Linked DNA regions of Rattus norvegicus: region 1 is linked to region 2. The links are chromatin contacts, called in public Hi-C maps. All regions are on one chromosome and are shown on one strand. Each heading gives the region's core, a stretch centred on a gene start, on an enhancer-like site or on the middle of the called end of the contact. The rest is flanking DNA. Distances are from core to core; before and after follow the strand shown. Region 1 has its middle 15 kb from the start of Rnase9. Region 2 holds the start of Pnp (purine nucleoside phosphorylase).

The links. Hi-C and Micro-C count contacts between places; a contact is called where the count stands out from the background.
Region 1: a contact with region 2 is called in a Hi-C map of liver, with 1.7 times the contacts expected there. The contact joins the enhancer-like site here to the promoter of Pnp in region 2. A contact is called at or near these places in 4 of 12 Hi-C or Micro-C datasets (hepatocytes, kidney and liver).

What each region holds. Positions count from the first base shown.
Region 1 is chr15:26,718,938-26,723,526 of GRCr8, reverse strand. It overlaps the pseudogene Psma7-ps2 and the pseudogene Ahcy-ps6. Among named protein-coding and RNA genes, the nearest start is that of Rnase9, 15 kb to the left of the region's middle. Within about 2 kb of position 1,891, at least 1 of the 93 cell types and tissues checked has an H3K27ac peak or open chromatin away from gene starts, as enhancers often do. A contact at or near this core is called in liver, where this site is marked.
Region 2 is chr15:26,641,532-26,646,588 of GRCr8, reverse strand. Pnp (purine nucleoside phosphorylase) reads right to left here and starts at 2,442. Exons shown (of 6, transcript NM_001399678.1): 1 at 2,355-2,442. The coding sequence starts at 2,365.

The DNA of each region.
Region 1 (4,589 bases), core at 642-3,141, 77 kb before region 2:
CCCTGAATGCTGAGGTGCGGTGGTCCAGCTGCTATATTTCCACTCAGGACCATGTAGTGGCTGCCATTGCCAAGGCTGGCATTCCAGTGTTTGCCTAGCAAGGCGAGACAGATGAAGAGTATCTGTGGTGCATTGAGCAGACGTTGCACTTCAGATACATCAGAAGAGGGCATCGGATCTCTTTACAGATGGTTGTGAGCCACCATGTGGTTGCTGGGTATTGAACTCAGGACCTCTGGAAGAGTAGTCGGGTACTCTTAACCGCTGAGCCATCTCTCCAGCCCGACGTTGCACTTCAAGAATGGACTGCTCAACATGATTCTGGATGATGGCAGTGACCTTACTAACCTCATCCACACCAAATACCCACAGCTTCTGTCAGTCACCTGAAGTATCTCTGAGGAGACCACACCTGGGGTCCACAACCTCTACAAGAGGACGGCCAATGGAATACTGAAGGTGCCTGCCATTAATGTCAACAATTATGTCACCAAGGACAAGTTTGACAACCTCTATGGCTGCCAGGAATTCCTCAGAGATGGCATCCAACGGGCCACAGATATGATGATTGCAGGCAAAGTGGCAGTGGTTACGGGCTGTGGTGATGTGGGCAAGGGTTGTGCCCAGGTCCTGAGGGGTTTCTGGATCTGAGTCATCATCACTGAGATTGACCCCATCAATGCACTGAAAGCTGCCATGGAGGGCTATGAGGTAACCAGCATGGACGAGGCCTGTAAGAAGGGAGCATCCTTGTCACCACCACAGGCTGTGTTGATATCATCCTTGGCTGGCGCTTTGAACAGATGAAGGATGATGCCATTGTTTATAACGCTGGATGCTTCAATGTGGAGATTGATGTGAAGTGGCTCAATGAGAACGCTGTGGAGAAGGTGAATATCCAGCCCCAGATGGACCACTAGTGGATAAAGAATGGGTACTACATCATCTTGCTGGCTGAAGGCCATCTGGTCAACCTGGGCCGCCCCAGCTTCATGATGAGCAACTTCACGAACCAGGTGATGGCACAGATTGAGCTGTGGACACACCCAGATAAATACCCTGTGGGGGTTCACTTCCTGCCTAAGAAGCTGGATGAGGCAACGGCTGAAACCCACCTGGCAAGCAGAATGTGAAGTTGACCAGGCTGACTGAGAAGCAGGCTCAGTACCTGGACTGAGAAGCAGGCCCACTACCTGGGCATGTCCATTAACAGCCCCTTCAAGCCTGATCATTGCTGCTGCTGAGGGCTGGGACTGCCTTTCACCTTCCAGCTGCCATCCTTGTTCCGGGCCCTACCTCTCCTTCCCAAGAGCAAATGTCACCAACTTTTCAGTTGCTTTGCCAGTGTTTCACCCCCCTCCTCCGCCCACCCTCATCTCCACTGTGGTTGGTCTTCCTGTCTTTGGCTTCTGTTGTATTCCTCATACTGTTCCCTGTGTGGCAGGGAGAACAGAGAGGTACCTGGGAGGCATCCACAGGAGACATGAGCTTAGAAGTCTTGGAAGTCCTAAGACTGGATGTTACTGGTGGTCACGAGTCCATGCACCTTACTATCCAGACTCTCACTTGGTCATTAGATCTGTGTGCTTGGTTTACAGATCTGCTGGTTTTTCAGTCTAGGATCTGAGAAGGAGCTCTACCACAGGGTAGGAACCACTGGAGTTGGAAGGCTCCTGAGAGCTTGGCCTTTTTACTGTTGGGCCGTCTCTTAAACCTCCTAATACTGAGTTGATATACTATTTGGAATGTTCACAAAGGAAGATTAAAATACAGTTTCTAGTGAAAAAAATAAAGAAAAAAGAAACTCAGAGCAAGTTCCAAGGGGCAATATGTTGAAACCCTACAACCAAATGCTGCGAGATCACAGAAAATGAACTTTGGATCAGTGACCAGAGAACCTGTGAGAGCTGAAGTCTGCCTGGGAACTCTCACAGGGCATCGTAAGGGCTGCACAGGAATGGATGGGCCCAGCATTGACGGCTGCACCGTTGAATGATCCCAGTGTGTGCTGAGCATCTCAGACTCTGCTGGTGCAGTGCTGCCCACACCGAGACCTCAGTGATCGCCTGATCATAATAACAACAGCAACAACAACAGCAACAACAAACACTACACTAAGAGACAAAAGAGACAAACGGCAAGCCAGCGGCCCTTCCAAATAATCACTGATTTCTTATCAGAACCTTCAAAGGACACAGTGACTTTGAAGGGTGGATCTTAAGTTCAGAAAGTTCTTAAATGCCAATTAGACTATTGTACTGAAAAAAATTTTTCAAAATTGGGGGGGGGGGGGTGGAGAAATGGCTCATCCATTAAGAGCACTCTCGGCTCTTGCAAAGGATTTAGGTTTGGTCCTAGGACAAGCATGGCGCCTCACAAGTCTGACTCCAGCTCCAAGGGACCTAACACAGCTCTACTGGCCTCCACAGGCATGCTGTACACATGCTACGCTTAGCATCATTCAGGAGAGACATGTGTGCACATCAAATGAAAACAAACGATATCTTTAAGAAAATATATAGACAGAAGAGGGAATTTCTTTTGCAATAGTCAAAATTGAAAAAGAAAGGAAAATAGTCCGTGACTGAAAAGGACAGACAAGATGGATTTGTGGGCACTAATACAGGTCTATAAAGTATACTTTAAGGAATTCTTTGATCTGAAGGGAGGGATTGTTGGAGAACCCTGCTATAAAGGTCACAGTCCCCCTGACTGGATGGGTTTCTGAGCTTGGTGCAAAATGTAAGAGTCTCTTTCTCAGCCAGGTTTCCCCGCCTCTGCCTGACTTTGTCTGCAGAGTGTCCCTAAACAGAGTTGGGTGGTCTTGTCTGGCCTTGTCTGAAAACAACATTTCTGTAGTTGCTCCTGGAAAATAAAAAGTTAGATGAGAAAACCGCTAAGCTGTATCCATATCATTTTAATTCCCTATTTAAACAGGAAGATCTGAACCAGGTTTGGCAAGGTGTCCCAGCAGGTAAAGGTACTGTTTGTTTGTTTGTTCATTCATTTCTCTTCTAGTCCCAGGCACTTCAGGGACTGCACCTTACCACACAGACGTGGTCAAGTTCAAGAACCGCACCACACACAACCAATCCTGAAAATGGCACAGAAACGGCATGTGGCGCTTAAATAGGTATGACCCCCCATAGACTCAAGTGTTTGAAATATTAGCCGTAGGGAGGGGCAGTGCTAAGAGGAAGTGTGTCACTGTGGAGGCCGGCTCTGAGATCATATATACTGTCGAGTTCTACCCAGTGTGGACAGTCTCCTCCTTGCTGCCTGTAGACAAAGACGTAGAAGTCTCAACTGCTTCTCCAGTACCATGTCTGTCTGCCATGTTTCCCACCATAATGATATTGAACTAAACTGAAAGCCAGCCCCAGTTAAAAGTTTTCCTTTATAAGAGTTGCCTTGATCATGGTGTCTCTTCACAGCTCTGAAACCCTACCTAACACACGGCGTCATGAAACCCCAGTCATTAAGATATGAAATTTTTTAGAGGGCCAAGCCTGAGTTCCTGAGGAGCATGCACTTTGCCAAGAGGTGCAAGAAAGGCCTGAAGAAGAGCAGACAATTTATACATGTGCAAAGGCCATTACAGCCCTTGTGAAACCCTAAGGTGGTTAAGTCTAAGATACCAAAGAACCAGAACACAGCCAAGAGTTGAAAACTCTGTAACCCAATTTTAATTGCAACCAAGCCCAAGGTTCAAACCAACACAGAGGTACAGCTCCATTTCAGGCTCAGGCTTCCAAAGGTGCCCAGCCCCTGTGAAGGCCCCATAGACAAGACTTCTGTCCGTATGAAGACAGAAGGACTGGTATGACACAGTTACATGCTATGTTCAGGTGATCAGGGCCCTAAGCTGTTTTTACAAATAAACTCAAGGGAAGATTTGTTATAAACAAACAAACAAACAAACAAACAAAGTGAGCTAGCTATGTCCAGAAATTGAGATTTATAGAATATCGGTGGGAAATGTGATACATTTTTATATTTGTGATTTTATATTTTATATTTTATATTTTAGATTTTAGATTTGTGTCCTAGCCTTCCTCCTGTTCCTGTGATAAACCCCAAGCAAAACCAGCTCAGGAAGAAACGGTTTATCCAGTTTACAGCCTATCACCTAGGGAAGCAGAGAGGAAATTCAAGGTAGGAACTGAACAGAGGCCACGGAGGGGGTACTGGTTACTGGTTTGCTTCCCATAGCTTGTTCAGCTTGGTTTCTTGTATAACCCAGGGCCACTTGTCAGGAATGGAACTGCCCATGGTGGGCTGGGCCTTCCTGCACCAACCATCAATCAAGAAAATTTCCCACACACATGCCCACAGGCCACCTGAGGGAGGCAATTTCTTAACTGAGATTCTGCTTTCTCAGATAACCCCAGACAATTACTAACCAGAATAATCTGAATTATCAGCTTTTAAAGGCAATCCAAAGGTCCTAGGTCTTGAAATGTGAAGAAAGGAGATGGAGAAAGTGTATCTAATTTTTAGTGTGATGGAATTCTGATTGCAATATTGACCTTGGAAAAATAATGTGAAATAACAGCAGAGAAATAAATATTGTGCTTCACTGTTCTCAT
Region 2 (5,057 bases), core at 1,193-3,692:
TACCGCATGGGGCACAGGAGTGGAAGTCAGTTCAGCTTGGTATCAAGAACCTTTACCTGTGGAGTCATGTCACCAGTCCTCGAGTTTTTAAATTTTTATTAATAAGTAATTAGAATACTCCTAGAAGTCTACAGGAGAGCCTTAGTTTCTCTGAACATGCGTCTTTGATTTCCAGATACAGACCTCTGTCATATGAATTAACAAACACCTTTAATCCCAGAGTTCAGGTGGCAGGGACAAGTTGATCTCTGTGAGTTCAAGGCCAGCCTGGTCTACAAAGTGAATTCCAGGCCACTCAGAGATCTGTCTCAAAAATAAAGAAAATACATACACACACACACACACAAACACACACACACACACACACATACAGACACATGTATGTATATGTAAGTATGTATATGTATGTATAAACATATTCAAGACCAGAAACTAAGTTTTCTTTCCTTCTCTCTTCTCTCTCTCTCTCTCTTTCTCTCTCTCTCTCTCTCTCTCTCTCTGAGTTTTGGAGTTTGTTGTTGTTTTCAGACAGAGCCTCATGTAACTTAGGCCAGACTCAAATTCAATATATAGCCAAGGCTGACTGTGAGTCCCTGATCCTCCTCTCTCTACCTTGGAGTAAGTACTGAGAGGACAATGTGAGTCATAGCTAAGAAACGAAATGACTGCAAAACACAGAAACCAGACTTATTTCACAACATTGGTTATAAAATGACCTGCCAGTACTGGCTGCAGAGGCTAGTTGAAAATAGAAGTTTGTGGGCCCATCCCTTCAAATGAAAAACTTGTTAAAGTTAGGAAGGGTGCGCCGCCATTAATCCCAGCACTCAGGAGGCAAAGGCAGACGGATCTCTGAGTTCCAGGCCAGCCTGGTCTACAGTGAGAGTTTCAGGAAGAGCCAGGGCTATGTACAAAGACTGTCTCAAAACAACAGAACAACCAAATTTGCTAGGAAGCTCTACTGTGTAACAGTTAATCTTTCCGTCTCCTGCTGTTCCCCCGCCCCTCTCTACCTTTTTGCATTTTTGCTTCTCCCCACGCTAAGGTATTTTCTCCTTCAGAGAGCAAAGAATAACGTACATGTCTCATAACCAAGTACTAGTTAGCATCCACTGGGAGCTGGGTGTGGAGGGGAGCCCTTTAATCCCAGCACTGGGGTGGGGTGGGGGGGCAAAGCAGGAGGATCTCTGCAAGTTCCAGGGTTCCAAAACAAGCATTTAGATACTCTCTGTCTAATAAACCTGGACCTTCTCACAGTCCCAAGTCCAATTCTATTACATCCAACGGCAAAGATCAAAGATTGCTCTCAGGAACGGAAGGACAGAGGTGTACAAGCATTGAACGCAACCAAAAAAAGCCTCCACAAGCATTTGTCTTCCAGACGGAGAGCCTTAAGTCTCAGCTACGTCACAGACCCAGACATTAGGATAACTTGAGCCTAGCCTGGAAATATAGCAAGACCTTGTCACACACTGCCACAGGAGTATATTATAGGAAACAAAACAGGACTGCAACACAACAGGTTATCCTTAATGAAACAGCTAGTGGGGCAGATAGAGCCACGGGTGACAAACAGAAGCAATTAAATAGGCAAGAATTAACAGCATCCTAAAGGGCCGGAAGTTTGAGGCTTGCTCTTCCCCCCACCTCTACCCCCCCCCCCCCGGCCCTGTCCAGCCTTAGCTCACAGTCCCCGAGGACGCGTCGGACCTGAGATCACCCTAAAGCTGTGATCCCTACAGCTCTGCTGGTGAGTCAATCTAGGAGTTCCCGACGCAAAACGAAGGGAGATTCTTTTTTTTTTTTTTTTTTAAGTGAGGAGGAAGGAGTGGAAAAGTGTCTTCTGAGCAGGTCAATGAATACAGATTTTCCAGCCTTAAAGAGACTCCATTCCTAATTTGTTAATACGACCTCCAGTTTGGAGGAAAGGGAGGGGCTGTCATGAAAAGTGAGCAATTTTCCTTCTCAAGGAACTGCGGGACAGCACAACAGAATTATCTCCTGGGTTACCTAGACCCCCAGAATGGAAACTTGTGTTTCGAAGTCGTCTGGGCTTGTACCTTCTTTTCCACATACACCACAGAGGCACAACGTTCCTGGTGACAGTGCCAACACTGTGCTAACCTGTTCCTTCCTGCTCCGGGGCGCCCCTACCGCTGGTTCCCGCGCCGGCCGGACGCGGCAGCCGCCCCACCATGCCGGAGCCCCGAGTCTGCCACTGGGCTCTGTGCCAGGCCTCTCTGCATCCCCAGCAGACTCGCTCCTTCTCTGGGCCCAGGCTGCTAAGTTCGCAGTTCTCAGCGACAGCCCGTCCCCCTCGGCAAAACGCCCAAGTCGCCGGGCCCCGCACTTACTCGTTCTCCATGGTGTCACCGACGGCTGCGCCGAAATCCTGCCCTTTCCGCTCCACGGCGACACAGCCAGAGTCCGGTCAAGACTGTTAATGCACTGTTTGCTGGGCCGGCTTTTATATCCAGCCCCAGGCGCCAGCCAATGACAGCAGCCGTGTCTCCATGGTGACACACCCTCATCCAGAGGTGTGGCAGGAAACCTCTCCAGAGTTCGTTTCAAAGAGACCCTCTCCTAGTCTAGGGCAATTAGCTTGTGGTCCCTACACACATCCATGAGTCTCCCAGCCTGAAAAGGAGGCCTGTGTGGGAAGAGAACTAGAAGCAGGGCAGAGAGGCCCGGAACTGCCTATCTGCAACTCCATTCTCCGCTGTGTTACTGTGTCAGAATTTGAAAAGCGAAAAAATTCAAACCATAGATTGTGCAATCTTGAAATAAAATGAAAGGAAACAGTGTCTGAGTTGCTTTCGGGAATAGGGAAGTGGTGCCGGGCGGGTAACAGTGCTGACTTGGAGCCTTCAGGATTTGGGGAAACACTTCGAGGCCCAGATGGAGTGAGTTCTAGATGGCTTGGAATCTGGGTAGGCACAGACAGGATGGCACAGTACTGAGTCCAAACAATTCTACTAACTTTGAGAACTCTTACATATTTACATAACAGAAGTACACGTTGCCCCACCCCCACCCCCAGAAGTAAACAGAGCAACTCTGTGGAAAGCATTTGGTATTCCTTTTCCTTAACCAAACTTTATGTAACCACCCATGCTTAGTTCTTCAAATTCTTTAACTGTTTCTTTCCTGGAAACTTTCTCTCCTGCTTGCCGGGTTATATCACAACTCAAGCCACTGTTTTCCAAACCTGCTTTTCTCATTCGCTTAAAAAATATTTATTGAGCATTAACTGTGCACCAGTTTTAGTGGAGTGAGCATAAGAGTTAAAAGTTAATTGTTGGAAAGTTCAGTGTGGTGGTACCTGTAGTCCAGGCTGTCCTTGAACTTTAATCCCAACACTCAGGGCCAAAGCAGGGGGTCTCTGAGTTGCAGTCCAGCCTGGGCTACTTGTAGTGAGATCCTGTTGCAGTAAAATAACAGTAGTAGCAGTACCTGAGTGTGGCTCCTTTCTGTAATCCCAGTACTGGGAAAGGCTGATACAGGAGGATTGTATAAATTAAGGCCGGCCTGAGCCAGTCTGTGCTGTCTCAAAGCGAAAGAAAAAAAAAAAAAAGTCCATCTATCTATGTTTGTTTTTTAAAACCCTTTTTATTCTATTTACTTATTTTTTTTTTTTACTATGTGCACTGGTGCTTTGCCTGCTTGTGTATATCTGTGTGAAAGTGTCAGAATTCATCAAGATGGAGTCACACACAGGCGTGAGCCACCATGTGGTCGCTGGGAATTGAACTCAGGACTTCTGGAAGAGCAGCCAGTTCTCTTAACCACTGAGAGATGTCTTCAGCCCTTAATTTTAATTTTTTGTGGTTTTTTTTTTTTTTTTGGTTTTTATTTGTTTGTGGGGTTTCGTTGTTTTGTTTTTTTGTTTTGTTTTTTTTTTTTTTTTTTGGTTCTTTTTTTCGGAGCTGGGGACCGAACCCAGGGCCTTGCGCTTCCTAGGTAAGCGCTCTACCACTGAGCTAAATCCCCAGCCCCTTCGTTGTTTTGTTTTAAAGACAGGGTTTCTCTGTGTAACTCTGACTGGTTTAAATTATTATCATTGCTATTAGGCTTGTTTGAAACATTTGGGCCATTTGTGGTAGCACATGTCTTTAATCCCAGGATTTGGGAGTAGAGTCTCTGATTTGTGGCTAACCTGTCTAGAAAGAGTTCCAGTACAGTCAGACTACTTAGAAAGATCCTGTCTTGAAGAAGATGAAGGAGGAGGAGGAGGAGGAAGAGGAGGAAGAAGAGGAGGAGGAGGAAAAAGAGGAAGAGGGGGGAGGGGGAGGGGGAGGAAGATACAAAGAAACAAAGGAAAGAGAACGGGAAGATTAGGTTTTCCCTGTAGTCCAGGCTGTCCTTGCACTGTTGATCTTGCTGAACCTCCAAAGTGTAGGGATTAAAGGTACGTACCACTGTGCTCAGCTTGAACAGTTCTGCTGTTCCTTTTAAGACAATGTCTCACTGTATAGCCCTGGCTGGCCTTGAGCTCACTAAGTAGACCAGGCTAGTCTCAAACTCACAGAGATCCTCCTGCCTCTGTGTTGGAACTAGTCTAAGTCTGAGCTTTGTGATTAAAGGCATACGTTACCACACCTGGCTTCACTTTCTTTGTAAATAATTACGAGTAGTCAGCTTATGGGTGTGTATGTGAACTCTTTGGGACCACACAGTTGCTCAAACATTAAAACCCTGAGCAACTATTTCTTGCTCCGTGCTGAGTTTGAACAGTACTTACCTTTCATCAGCAGGCTCTTCTAAGAGCAGCCTTGTAAAAGTATGTTGTCATTAGAAAGACTGTTATACGTTCTAGTGTTCAAACTATGGTTGTTCTCAAGTTAATAATTGATATAGCATGAAGAACTGTCAATATTGCTGGGCCTTTTTTTGATATTTAAAAGTGTTCCGGGGGCTGGGGATTTAGCTCAGTGGTAGAGTGCTTGCCTAGGAAGCGCAAGGCCCTGGGTTCGGTCCCCAGCTCCGAAAAAAAAACAAAAAAACAAACAAAAAAAAACTTTTAAGGGCTGGGGATTTAGCTCAGTGGTAGAGCGCTT